2 separate regions of the Anser cygnoides genome follow, and region 2 is linked to region 1. A link is a contact called in public Hi-C data. All regions are on one chromosome and are shown on one strand. The core of a region is the stretch at or near the end of the contact, and the rest is flanking DNA. Distances in the headings are between cores, read along the strand shown. Region 1 holds the start of FNIP1 (folliculin interacting protein 1). Region 2 overlaps FNIP1 (folliculin interacting protein 1).

Region 1 (5,613 bases), core at 2,049-4,548:
TGCGGTTATGCTCATGCTACTTGGCACATAGGTTAGATTGCCAGTGCTTCCAGTTCAGTTTGTGGATTGTTAATCTGTAGAAGTCATTCTTCAGCATGCCGAACGCCTCAAACACTGACAAGAACACAGCTCTTCTCCACTTGCATGTACTGCACGTTAAAGTAAGTTGGATCCCTACAAAGTTCTCACTAACAACACCCCTTGCTCAGGCTCTTTTGTAGAAATAAAAGAAGTTTTTTCATGTTTTAAAATAATAGTTTATCTTCCTAGACGTCTTGAAATCTCTTTCTCAGTATTATCATCCCGAACTTGCATGCCCCAGAAGATATTTCCACGTTTCCAGGAAGCATGTCGAGAAGACATAAAATCCCCAACTTTAATTGGTTTGACAACTTCTGAAAATACCTGTGCAAGTTCAGACCTCAAGCCTTATTGCTCTGGGCCAGAAACAAGTATGGATAGATGCTTATAGGTTTAGTCTATAAACAAATACTGTATAAACATATTGTATGGCTCAAGGTTAGAAATGATGCCATTAAATTATTTTTCCTTTAAGCATTAGTAGAGAGGAGTAACTTGCCAGTAACTTGTTGGAGCCCTCTCAGGAAAGCTTCTAATTATCGATATCCTTGTTCTTACAAATGCTAAGCTGCTGATAATTAGGTATGCAAGAATTTAGGGCCCCTAGGAGATGCAGGTTAGCTCCCTGGTGCAGCTTTAAGGAAAATTAAGTAATGTATCTAATTAGTTGTGATTATGATGATTGTTCAAGTAAAGGATGATCCAGAGTAAAAAAAGCGTCTATTGTAAGGGTTATTCTCGGAGTCCTAGGAAAAAACGTATTTTGTCCCCAAAGCAGTTTTAGTTTCTGTTCAGGAAATAGACTGACAAACTAATTGGAGAATGCAAGAAGAAAAAGTAAGTGTGTAACTGTGGAGTTGGCTGGAACAGCCTGAAAATTGCCGAGTTCTGCTTTTGTTTTTTCTCAGTGTGATAGGACTATGTAGGAAGACAGAAATATCACGAACCGCGATCTCTCTTGTCCTTCCCTTCAGTTACGAAAGTGCTGCTTCTTATTTTCATCTTCTGTCTGCCTCTTAGAGAAAGTATAATTAATTGCAAGGCTAGCGCTCTGCCCGAGGGAAGGAAATTTTAATCATTTTGAGGCTACAACAATATCCCCTCTTGTTCCCCTTTTCTGAAAGGGTAGGCATTTTCCCATGTTTTGGTTTCAAACCGAAGAATGACTACATAAAATTTCATTCACAGTGGAAACTGGCTCTTCCATGTTAGTGGATAAAAGTTACGGGTCACAGCCAGTTAATGGACGGTAAGAGCTTATTTATGCAGTGATTCAGGAAAGAAGTCCGCTCGATATCAATAGGGCTGCTCTGTCACAGACCTAGATATGATGAAGTCTTAATGGCTTGAAAGGAATTGCAGTGAGTCAGTCTGTGCAAGAGCTGTGATAGTGCTTTGTCACTAGAAAATGAGCATTGTAGATGAATGTTTCGGAAATGTTTTATACAAAAAAAAAAACCCTCTCAGAAGGTTTTCATTAATACTTTTCAGTTACTTTTGATCCTAATGGTACTTACGGGAGGCAAAGTGCTCGGAGATGATGAAAGATGTTTTTTCTCTTTCATTGAAATGCTACGGGAGTATGTGTGCCTGCTGTTGGAGAGTAAAGCCATTAATATGCAAGAGGCTCTATATCTTGGTCCGTAATCTCTGTAAAGACAGGCCAGGCCCGATGCCCAAGGCGATGCAGACTGGACAGATAAATTGAAACTCATGTTTTTTGTGTAGGTATAAGGATTTGTCCGTGGGGAGGTTTTTACAGGAAAATGGATGGTTAATCACATATTTATCTCACTTTCTCTTACTGTCCATCATCTCTGCTACCTTGATTAACGTATGTTAACCAAGCTTCAGAATGCCTTGCTGTTAATTTAGGAGCTTTGGGAACAGATTAATATTTTAAAGGGATGCTGTCAACTTGAGTTTTAATGCACTTGAGATTAGCTGAATCTTCAGTGCTGTAAATTATGAAACTGTTGAAAGCTCAGTTGCATTTCCTGGCCAAATTCTATGATTCTGTATTATTCCCTACTTGAAGGTTTTATTTGAAACCGTATTTCTATGCTGACTTTGAAGGTATTATATTCTTTCACCATGTGAAAGCCTAAAGATCAGTCGTCTGTATATCTGCAGCAGGCAGGTGTATCCTGCATACAGAACAAAGGGGAAAAGATGCATCTGAACGTTAATTCCTAGTTTCTATTATAATCATCATCAACTTCTAGCAGGTGAAAAGCAAGAGTTCCTCCAGGTGGCTGGTTACATCTATCTACAGAACGATCCCCTGCACGTGTTACCCACTACACTATCCTTGTTTAAAAGTATTTTAATTTAATGTTACATCATAGTAACATTATGTCTTAGTTTAATTCCATTTTCCAGGGAAAGCAATGAATCACTTCTGTTTACCCAGTTCTTAATTAATTAGCTTTCTGCTGGTCTTGTGTCTACAGAGGGAGACAGTGAAGGAGGCTGTTAACTGTATCCAGTGTTGCCATTTCCTTTAAAGCTGTATTAATAAACAGTTCTGCTAAATAAATAAATAAATAAAATCTGCAATTCCTTTTGATTTTATAAAATCTATCAAACTCTTTTTTTTTTTTTTTTTTGCTTATGTTTGTTCTGGCTTCAACCGCAGCGCATCACGTCCCCGATGCCGCTCTGCAGACGGATGTTTTATTTGTTATGATGGCTTCCTCTGCATGCAAATGCCTGCGGTCCACCTTCCTTCCCGTCGCCTGACTCGCGGAGGGCTGGGGCTGAGCGCCCTGCTATTTCTGTCGGGGCTGCGGTGCGGGAGAGGCCCCTCGGGCTGCGCCCCACGCCGGGGCCGGCCGAGAAGAAAGGGGGCAGGAGCTGGGGTCCCGCAGCTCCGGGCTTTAAGGGAGGAGACGAGAACGCAGGGAAGCAGCAGAAGGCTGCTCCGACGGCCTCTGCGGGGCTGAGAGGGGCTCGGAAGCGGGGCTCCCGGCCGCGTCTCCCCGGGCGGGAGGCGGCGGGGCCGCGCCTCGCCCTGCCCCGCGCTGCCCCCGCCGGAGCCCCGGGGCTCCCCCGCGCGTTCCCGGCCTGGCTCCGCGTTCCCCCCCCCGCCGGGCGCTCCCGGGCTCGGGGGCCGCGGCTCCTTCCCCGTCCCGCCCCTGGCGGCCGCGGCGGGTGACTAATGGCCGTCATATGACTGTGACACCGAATGGAGGCGGGCGGGCGGAACCAGCCGCGAGGGGACGGCGCTCAGCGCAGCTCGGCGGCGGGCGGCGGCGGCGAGCGGCGGCGGCCGGGGGGCAGCGGCGGCGGCCCCAAGATGCCGCCCACCCTGTTCCAGAAGCTCTTCAACAAGAAGCACGGGCTCGTCTCCCCCGCCAGGGACGCGAGGGACGACTGCGTCTTCAGGTGAGCGGGCCGGGGCCCCCCCCCGCCCCCGAAGTTCTGCGCCCGCTGAGGGGCTGAGGAGGAGGAGGAGGAGGAGGAGGGGAGGAAGAAGGGCGGCAGCGCCCCTTCCCCCGCAGCCCTCCTTCCCCCGCAGCCCTCTCCCGGCAGCGCGGGGCCCCTCCTGGCGCCGCTCCCCGGCTCCCCTCAGCCTCCCCGCCCGCTCCGTTGGCCCCGGGGCTCCGTCCCCCGCCGCCGGGGGCGCCGAGCCGGAGCCCCCCTCCCGTGCCCCGCCGCCGCCCAGCCGCCTGCAGCACCCCCCCCCGGGCCGCTGTGAGGCCCCCGGAGCCGGTGTGGGGCCCTCGGTGGCTTCCCCAGGGGATGCTCGGGGCCCGGGGGGGGGGGGAGGCGAGGAGGCGCCATGCCGCTTGTCACGGGCGGGCGGCTGGCGATCCGCAGGGAGCAACCTGAAAAATGTGCGGGAGGGGAGGGTTTGGGAACGCCGAGTTTTCCCCTACAGCCAAGCCAAGCGTAGGGGTTACGGGTGAGGTTCGTCGTGATCTAACCGCAACACAACTGGATCCACCGAAAGGTGCCAAGCACAACACCGGCAGGCAAAAAAAAAAATAAAAAAAAAGGGAGTATTTTCTCCAGGAGAGCCCGTCCCGCTGCCCCGAGCCCCAGGGGCTGCTCGGGATCTGCCCCCATCTCAGCGGCCTGAACCTTGGTGGCCTTGCCAGGGACAGCCTGGGTTCCGGTGGTCCCCCAAAATTCCTCGTGTGCAGGGGGACGTTTCCCTCGGCACCCCTGCGCCAGGGCCTAGCCGTCGCCCAGGGCTCGGTGCAGAGGTTAGGGCAGGGACTGGAGCTTTTTGTGGCTGCGAAATGAAGTGCTGCTGTTGCACAGCCAGGTAATTGCTGCGCTGGAAGGCGACGCGGTCCCGGTCTTGGCTGGAGTGGCCAAAAGGTAGCCTGCAAAATCGTTTTAAAGTGCAAAGTTTGCGACTCGAATGCAAATCAAACGCGCTTCGCTAGTAAGAGTTGTGCGCGTCTCGAAACTCTTCTACCAATGTCATAAAGCACTCCTCCATCCCGTCCTGACATTTATTACCCACCAGGCTCAGAGATGACCAGCCCTTGGGTTGCCCTGTAAGGGGAGATACCTGGCTGATGCGCTCAGCTTACGTGGTGGCATGCGTAGCTGCCCTGATAGAATTTCAGACGGCAGTTCAGGTGGTCAGGAGCATAACTTCAGTAACCGAAGCATCCCGGTATCGACGGGTCCGTGGTGTCCTTACACAGGCAGGAAACGTGGCTGGACGCTGCGTGAGGTCTGGTGCTGTAACGACGACAGCGTGCCTTCCACAGCCACTGGTCACAGCTGCTCCCACGCCTCCCTGCCGTTTACTGGAAGGTGGTCCCTTTTTTTTTTTCTTCTTTTTTGTATTATTTTTTAAGAGACAAAACTCTGCAATTATGTCCATGTCATCCAGTTTTCTAAATCAGCTTAATACTGGGCTCAGGACCCTTGATGGGGAGGGTCACTAGGGCTGGTCTCTATAATTGCCGTGCCTTTTCCACCCTGTTAAGACTTCTGGTAGCGATGAATTTGTATGGAGACTGGCGGTTAATTCAACAGCTGCAATGCAGACCCTGGGGCAGAAGTGTGGGGATCACGCCTGTGTTGAAAGAAGCGAAAGTGAGTACTCTGCAAGGAGGCGTCTCTTCTTCCCTCTTTAACATGCACCGTTCTGTGCCAAACTGGATGTGAATTTTCAAAAAGATATGTCACGCTGTCTGCCTCACCCTCCTCCGCTTGCGTAGTGCCGTTTTGCCTTGTGATATGATCTGTCAACCAGTAACCAGTGAATTTGCAGTTGTTATTTATTTTTTGGCAGACCTGTGTAAAATCCCAAGAGGAGGCTGATGGTTCTCCTGGCGGAGACAGGGGGGAGTGCGAGACCTGGCTCTTTCTGACAGGAGCCAAGTATTATATTTCGAGGACTAATACAGATGCCCTCTAGGCATGTTGCCTAATGGCTTCTTTTGTTTTCCAAATGGGGATAAGTCTTGAGTTAATCCTCACTATATATGGCCTTATCAGTTGCTGGTGAAACTTTTGGATAATGCACAAAACACAGACCATTACTTATTACGGCTGTGAATTCAG
Region 2 (5,613 bases), core at 1,201-3,700, 53 kb after region 1:
CCCCCCCCCCCCCAGATACATTCGGTGGACTTTGTCCCTTCTTTTCCTTCCCAGCTAAGCGCTCTCGGGGTGGTGGAGGGGGCATTGTGTCCAGAGTCAAAAGCAGGAAAAATGAGTCTGAAAACACCGTGCTGGCTTTTTCCTCCTCGAAGGGAGGTTCACGGGGCTGTGCCCTGCAGGGCAGGGAGGTAACGTCCCGTGTGCTGTCCCATCCATGCCCTCCAGGGCCCAGGGTCGGCTGTCTTGTCTCGCCGAGCGTTGTAGGATGCGGTCCCGCGCATGACCCGGCCGTTGCGTAACCCGCGCTGGGAGCACGTGTGTAACTGCCACTTGGTGCAGAGGTTTCCATGGCTATACAAATATTACTCTTTAATAGCGTAGTGAGGTAAATTAAACCCGGTTTAATTTTGTATAAATGGATTTCCCGGGGCGGCGGACTTGGGCGATTCTGTTTTTTGACGGAGCGCGCTGGGAGGCGGGCAGGCAGCCGGTGCCCCCGGCTGGTCCCGCAGGCTGATACGGCCCCGAGCCCTGCTCGCCGAGAGGAAAGCCTTCTCGTACCGATAGGAAAGCCTTCCTGTACCGTGCAGGAGCCTTTCAAAGCAAAGCAATATGCCTATAGTAAGAAAAAAAGGCGTATTTAAATACCAGAGGCTGGATGCGAAGTTGTTTTGGCACGGGTTCAGCAAACCCATTTAGGCCACTATTATCTCTTTAGGCGTCTGCGTTCCCACTGAAGTCACGGGGAAGTCAGGAGCCCGAGTCCTTTGGTGAACCTGAGACTTGTGTTGATTTCTACCCTCTTAAGCAAATTCCGCTGGAGGGAAGAAGGGTGCTGACTGCAGTGGGTTGGTGTTTCTAAAACATAATCCTGTGCTGCTTTAACTCCTTGCAGGTGTTCTGTTTTTTTTTTTTCCCCTTTGGAAGGAGAACTTTTTTTTTTTGAAAATGGAATTTCAAAGGAAAAAGGAAAACACAGCTGCTTTCCCTGAAAGGCCTAGGCTGCTTCCACAAATCGATGCTATCGCCACGTTTGCCATCAGCGCGGTGCCCGGCCCCAGGCCCACCCTTGCGCCATGAGTCGTTTTGCGACACTTTTCACTTTGTAAAGCAGCGATGGATTTAGCTAGTAACACTTGACTTAAAGGCTTAAAACTCTTTGGATGTCAGATGTGCAGACACATGACTGATGAAATAAATATTGCAGCTCCCCTGGTCCCTGAGCCCAGTGCCACACTCCGATAACACTGTGCGTGCAGCAGGCTCATACCTGCGTGGCAGAGACGCAGACTGGCAAGGAAGCCCTGAACGCAGGCCTAGGGAAACACCTTTCTCCACTTTCTGGCAGCCACGTTTGATCTTATTTTATGCCAGTAATTTTTAAGCAGCTTATGGTGCTGCGAACAGTGGTGGGTTTTGCTGGGCAGCGCTGGCAGCAGAGCCCTTAGGGGTAGCCCTGTTCCTGTGCTCCATGTTGGCTTCATTTTTGAGAGGGGGAAAAAAAAAGGGGGAGAAAATCGAGGGCAGGAGGGTAGCGAGCAAATTCACAGCCGGTCTATGTTATAAACCACCGTTGTGTTTTCGCTTTGGAAGCAATACCCAAAGCGATGCTTGGCTTTGTCACGACGTCGCAAGCGGTAGGTAGCAGAGCAGCTCTCAGCACCGTGCCGGGGGCAGCAGCGCTGTGCTGGTGGGGACGGGGAGCTGCAGAGAGCCACCGGCCACCGCATCCACCGGCTCCTGCCTCGTGGGTCCTACAGCACCGGCAGGGCCGTCCCGCACCAGCGGGCGCAGCAGGAAGCCGAGCGGCAGCAGCTGACCCGCGCCTGGCAGCAGGGCTGGGCTGGGCTGGGCTGTGCCGCTCGCCTCCCAGCCATCTGCACCCGCAGGGCATGTGAAACCCCAGGGGGCTGCCGGGAGGAGGTTCTTTAGGCCTTGTTTTCATTCGGCCGGTTGGTGCTGAGCTGCGAGGTCTGCTAGGTGTAGCGGTGCTTCCTGAGGAGCCCCCCGGCCCCTGCGCGCCACCAGCCCTCGCTCCTGCCCGTGCTGGGTTCAGCCTCCCTGAAGCATGTCCAAATTTCAACCGTTCTTAATGCGCCGCAGCCCCCGCGAGAGCAGGGTCTCCTGTGTGCACGGGGACGGGGGGTGCTGGAGCACGGCTGGGGGAGGGGGCTGCTGCTGCAGATGGTCGGGGGGGTCGGCTTCAGTTTTAATTGCTAGCGGGTTTTAATCTGGTTAGCGTCCCTGCAGTGTGGTTTTTTATTTTATTTGTTTTTTTTTTTTTGTATTTTTCTGTTTTGTTTGTTGTTTGGGTTTTTTTTGCCTTTTTTTTTTTTTTTTAACAGCCGAAGGAGAGCGTTTCCCTGCGTGCTCGCGGAGCTGGAAGGCATTAATCCTTGCCCTTGGTGTGTGCCGAGGCTGCTCGGCAGCGAGGGTTCCCTGCGCTGCAGTCACATGCCTGCTGGCCGCCCGCCAGTGCAATCTGATCTCGCGCTGAGGAAACACTATCAGCTGCAGATGCAGCCAGGGTTACCAGAATAGTAAATAACGAATCACAAGACCCGGTCTATCTTTTCAACGAAAACAAATATTTTAATATGTTGGGTTTAGTTTAGAAGTAGTTTCTTTTTTTCCAAACAGCGGAGCTGCCTGCTGCAAGAGGCTCGGCGCGGTTAGTTTGCATAGGAAGCAGAAACGAGCTTTATTTTAGGTTGAGTTGTTTCATTTATCTTCAGCTTCTCTGGTCAGCTGCGTCTGCAGTGTACATTTTGATACTTGTCTGGGGCTTTGAAACTCGTCCAGCTCTGAAATTCCCAGTCTTGGGGTTTCTCCCTTTATTAGGGCCTCCTTACCCTCCGCTCCAGTTAATGGGCTGTGAACAGAAAGCTTTCTCTCGGTAATCCCATCTCCAGCCCCAGCTCTCTGCTACCAAGGCGCTGCGTTCCCAGCCCGTGCCCGGTGCTGAGCCGGGTGCTGGGGGGCTGCTGGATGCGACCCTGGCCTCGGCTTCCCCCTCCCCAGCCAGCCCAGGGGGTTCCCTGCCTCTCCTCCTGCTCCGGTGGGAAGCTGTCAGAAAATCCGGCTTGTAAGGAAGACCGGGCTGATTTTGACTGTTGTCAGCACGTAGTGTGGTGATGTTTTTAACGAAAAATGCTAAAAAAAAAAAAGAAGGCAGAGAAGGGCCCAGCCTCTCTCTCCCCGAGCAGGCAGGGGCCGCCTGCCCTCCTCGCGCTGTCCCGTCCTGCCGCAGCCTCGGTGCGCGGGGCTCTGCTTCCTGCAGGCTTTCACTTTAAGCGCTCAGCCACCGAAGGTTTGGCAGCTGCTGCTCGAGAGTGTTTGCCTGCCTGCCGTGCACAGCCATTGCTTCGGTTCTGGAAGTGTCTGTGAGTTTTAGGCCAGCATGTCCAGAGAGGATCTGTATAAATCAGGGGTGTTCCTAGACATAAACCCATGTCCTGTAAAGCAAAAGTCTCTCCTCCAGAAAAAGCAGTACATGAGGTGGGCAGAAACCTGAATCGATCAGCCATTTCCTTTGGTGGATTTTTTTTTTTGAGGCTTATATTTTTAGTGTGATGAAAACCTAGCTCCGCGTAGTGTCGTAATGCAGGCGTTGTGCTTAGAGCAAAACCATAATTTGGTTTAGATCAGGAGTTTAGCAGTAATCTGAGGGGGTTTAACCTGGTATTTCGCTGCAAAACCAGAGTTTTAATCATACATTTACTGTTTTCTCTGAAGTCAAAAAGGATGTGGGTAGGTGCATAATCCCTGAAGCCGTGGGGTAACTGATTCTGATGCATTTGAAGTTATAGCAGAGACCTGGGCCCCTTCCCTGCAAAGCCACGTGTCGGTAGGTTTGGCGTGGAGAGGCACCGGTTGTTAAAGCAGGGGGGAAGTTTTTATAAAGCATTTGTAAGGCATTTTTATAAAGCAGATGCACATAAATTCGCACTAGTCACCAATCAGCTATGGAGGAGTTCTGTGTTTTGAATGAAACGTAGTGAAAGCAGGGAAGCAACCACAACAAGCAGTCATTCATCTCCGTCCATTCAGAGCAGGGCAGCCGCTGACTTTTGTCAGTGCCCGCCGCTGTGCTCGAGGTGGGCCCGGTCAGATGCACCACGTACCTGGGAGGTGTCGCTCTCCCAGGGGGAAAGAGCGTGAATTTGTTGAGTATGAATTGTCTGAGTAGGGATCTCTGCCTGTCACTGTTTGGTTTAATTCCAGATTTATTTATTTCTTCCTAGAACGACCATTTGCAACCTCTACACTATGCCGCGGATCGGGGAGCCCGTCTGGCTTACTATGATGTCGGGGACACCGGAGAAGAACCAGCTGTGCCATCGCTTCATGAAGGAATTCACTTTCTTGATGGAAAACGCTGCTAAAAACCAGTATGGTGGATTTTAGTTTTTACATGTATATGTGTTTACGCCTTTTTTTTTTTTAACAATTTTTAGATCAATTTTTAAATCTTGGTAGTAAGTGAGAAAGAATCAAAAGGCCATCCATAAATGCATTAGTTTTTAAACAGAAATATAGTAAGCAAGTACCTCCATTAAATGCCTCCTTCCATAATCCTCTAAATCCGGGTAAAGGCTAAACATTTGAAACGCGTCCATAGGAAGCGCGTGATGGGTGTGTATGTCTGGAAGGGGATGAACATACCTTGGGAAATGCATTCATCTACCTTTCAAAATCGGTTATCATATGATGAGCAAGGTTAGACATTCAGTAAGAGAGAGCCACGTGTGTAATGCTGTCTGACCGCAAATTGCTATTAAACCCGACTTCTGTAAAATGTCCCTAAAGAAATAGTTTGCTTCGTTAGCATTCACCTTTCTGCCCTCTGGACAAAGCCCTGAGCAGTTGTTAAAAACTGAGAAGGAGAACGCTCTTGGTAAACTCAGCAGAATCTGATAAATTTACTCTTTTGTCAACAGTTCATCCTCTTTCCCCAGGGCATGAATAGGGGAAGTTTTTTAAGTGTTTGGCTGTACTGAAAATCCTAAAACGAGCACAAACATGTGGAGCTCAGTGGGGATGAGCAGAGAGCCCAGCTGTTAGCTCAGGGGAACGTGCTGTGGTGCGATGGGGAAGGCGCAGCTGCAGGGGAGGTGGCACCCGCTGCTCCTCACAGCCTTCAGCTTTGCCACCCGGGGTAATGCTGTCATCTTTTCCCTCCCCCAGACTGGGAGGTCACAGTTAGTGGGCAGTGTGTGCACTTTCTCCTGCCTCAGTGCGAGGGAGAAACCGTAGGGGTTTATGAGGGGCTCAAATGTGCCTTCCTAAAACAAGTTCCCGCTGCACTGGAAGCTTTTCCCCGGGATTAGCCTCTTTCAGTCCCTGTCACTCTGAGCCCTGTGCTTCTTATTTACATTTAAACGGTCATTTGTTTGGGTTTGTTTGGTTTATTTTCAATATAGCGAGATTTACACCGATGGAAGCCAGAGGAAAATCAAGCCCTGTACCGTTTGCAATCTGGTTTTAAGTCTGCTTTCCTCTTCTGGCTGTCTCTGCTCAGGAAACAGGGCTAAATTTAAGCCGTAGGGATTGTGATAGTTGTCAAATATTCAAACAGCATTATTTTGAGGCTTAGTGTCTGTTTTCCTCCCT

What was found. Hi-C and Micro-C count contacts between places; a contact is called where the count stands out from the background.
Region 2: a Hi-C map of liver shows a contact between it and region 1, with 3 times the contacts expected there. The contact joins the enhancer-like site here to the promoter of FNIP1 in region 1. A contact is called at or near these places in 6 of 7 Hi-C or Micro-C datasets (blood, fetal liver, granulosa cells and 1 more).

Annotation. Positions count from the first base shown.
Region 1 is chr14:2,151,872-2,157,484 of Taihu_goose_T2T_genome, forward strand. FNIP1 (folliculin interacting protein 1) reads left to right here and starts at 3,299. Exons shown (of 18, transcript XM_066977036.1): 1 at 3,299-3,468. The coding sequence starts at 3,380.
Region 2 is chr14:2,205,996-2,211,608 of Taihu_goose_T2T_genome, forward strand. It overlaps FNIP1 (folliculin interacting protein 1), which reads left to right. Exons shown (of 18, transcript XM_066977036.1): 12 at 4,245-4,391. Among named protein-coding and RNA genes, the nearest start is that of RAPGEF6, 24 kb to the right of the region's middle. Within about 2 kb of position 2,451, at least 2 of the 3 cell types and tissues checked have open chromatin away from gene starts, as enhancers often do. A contact at or near this core is called in liver, where this site is marked.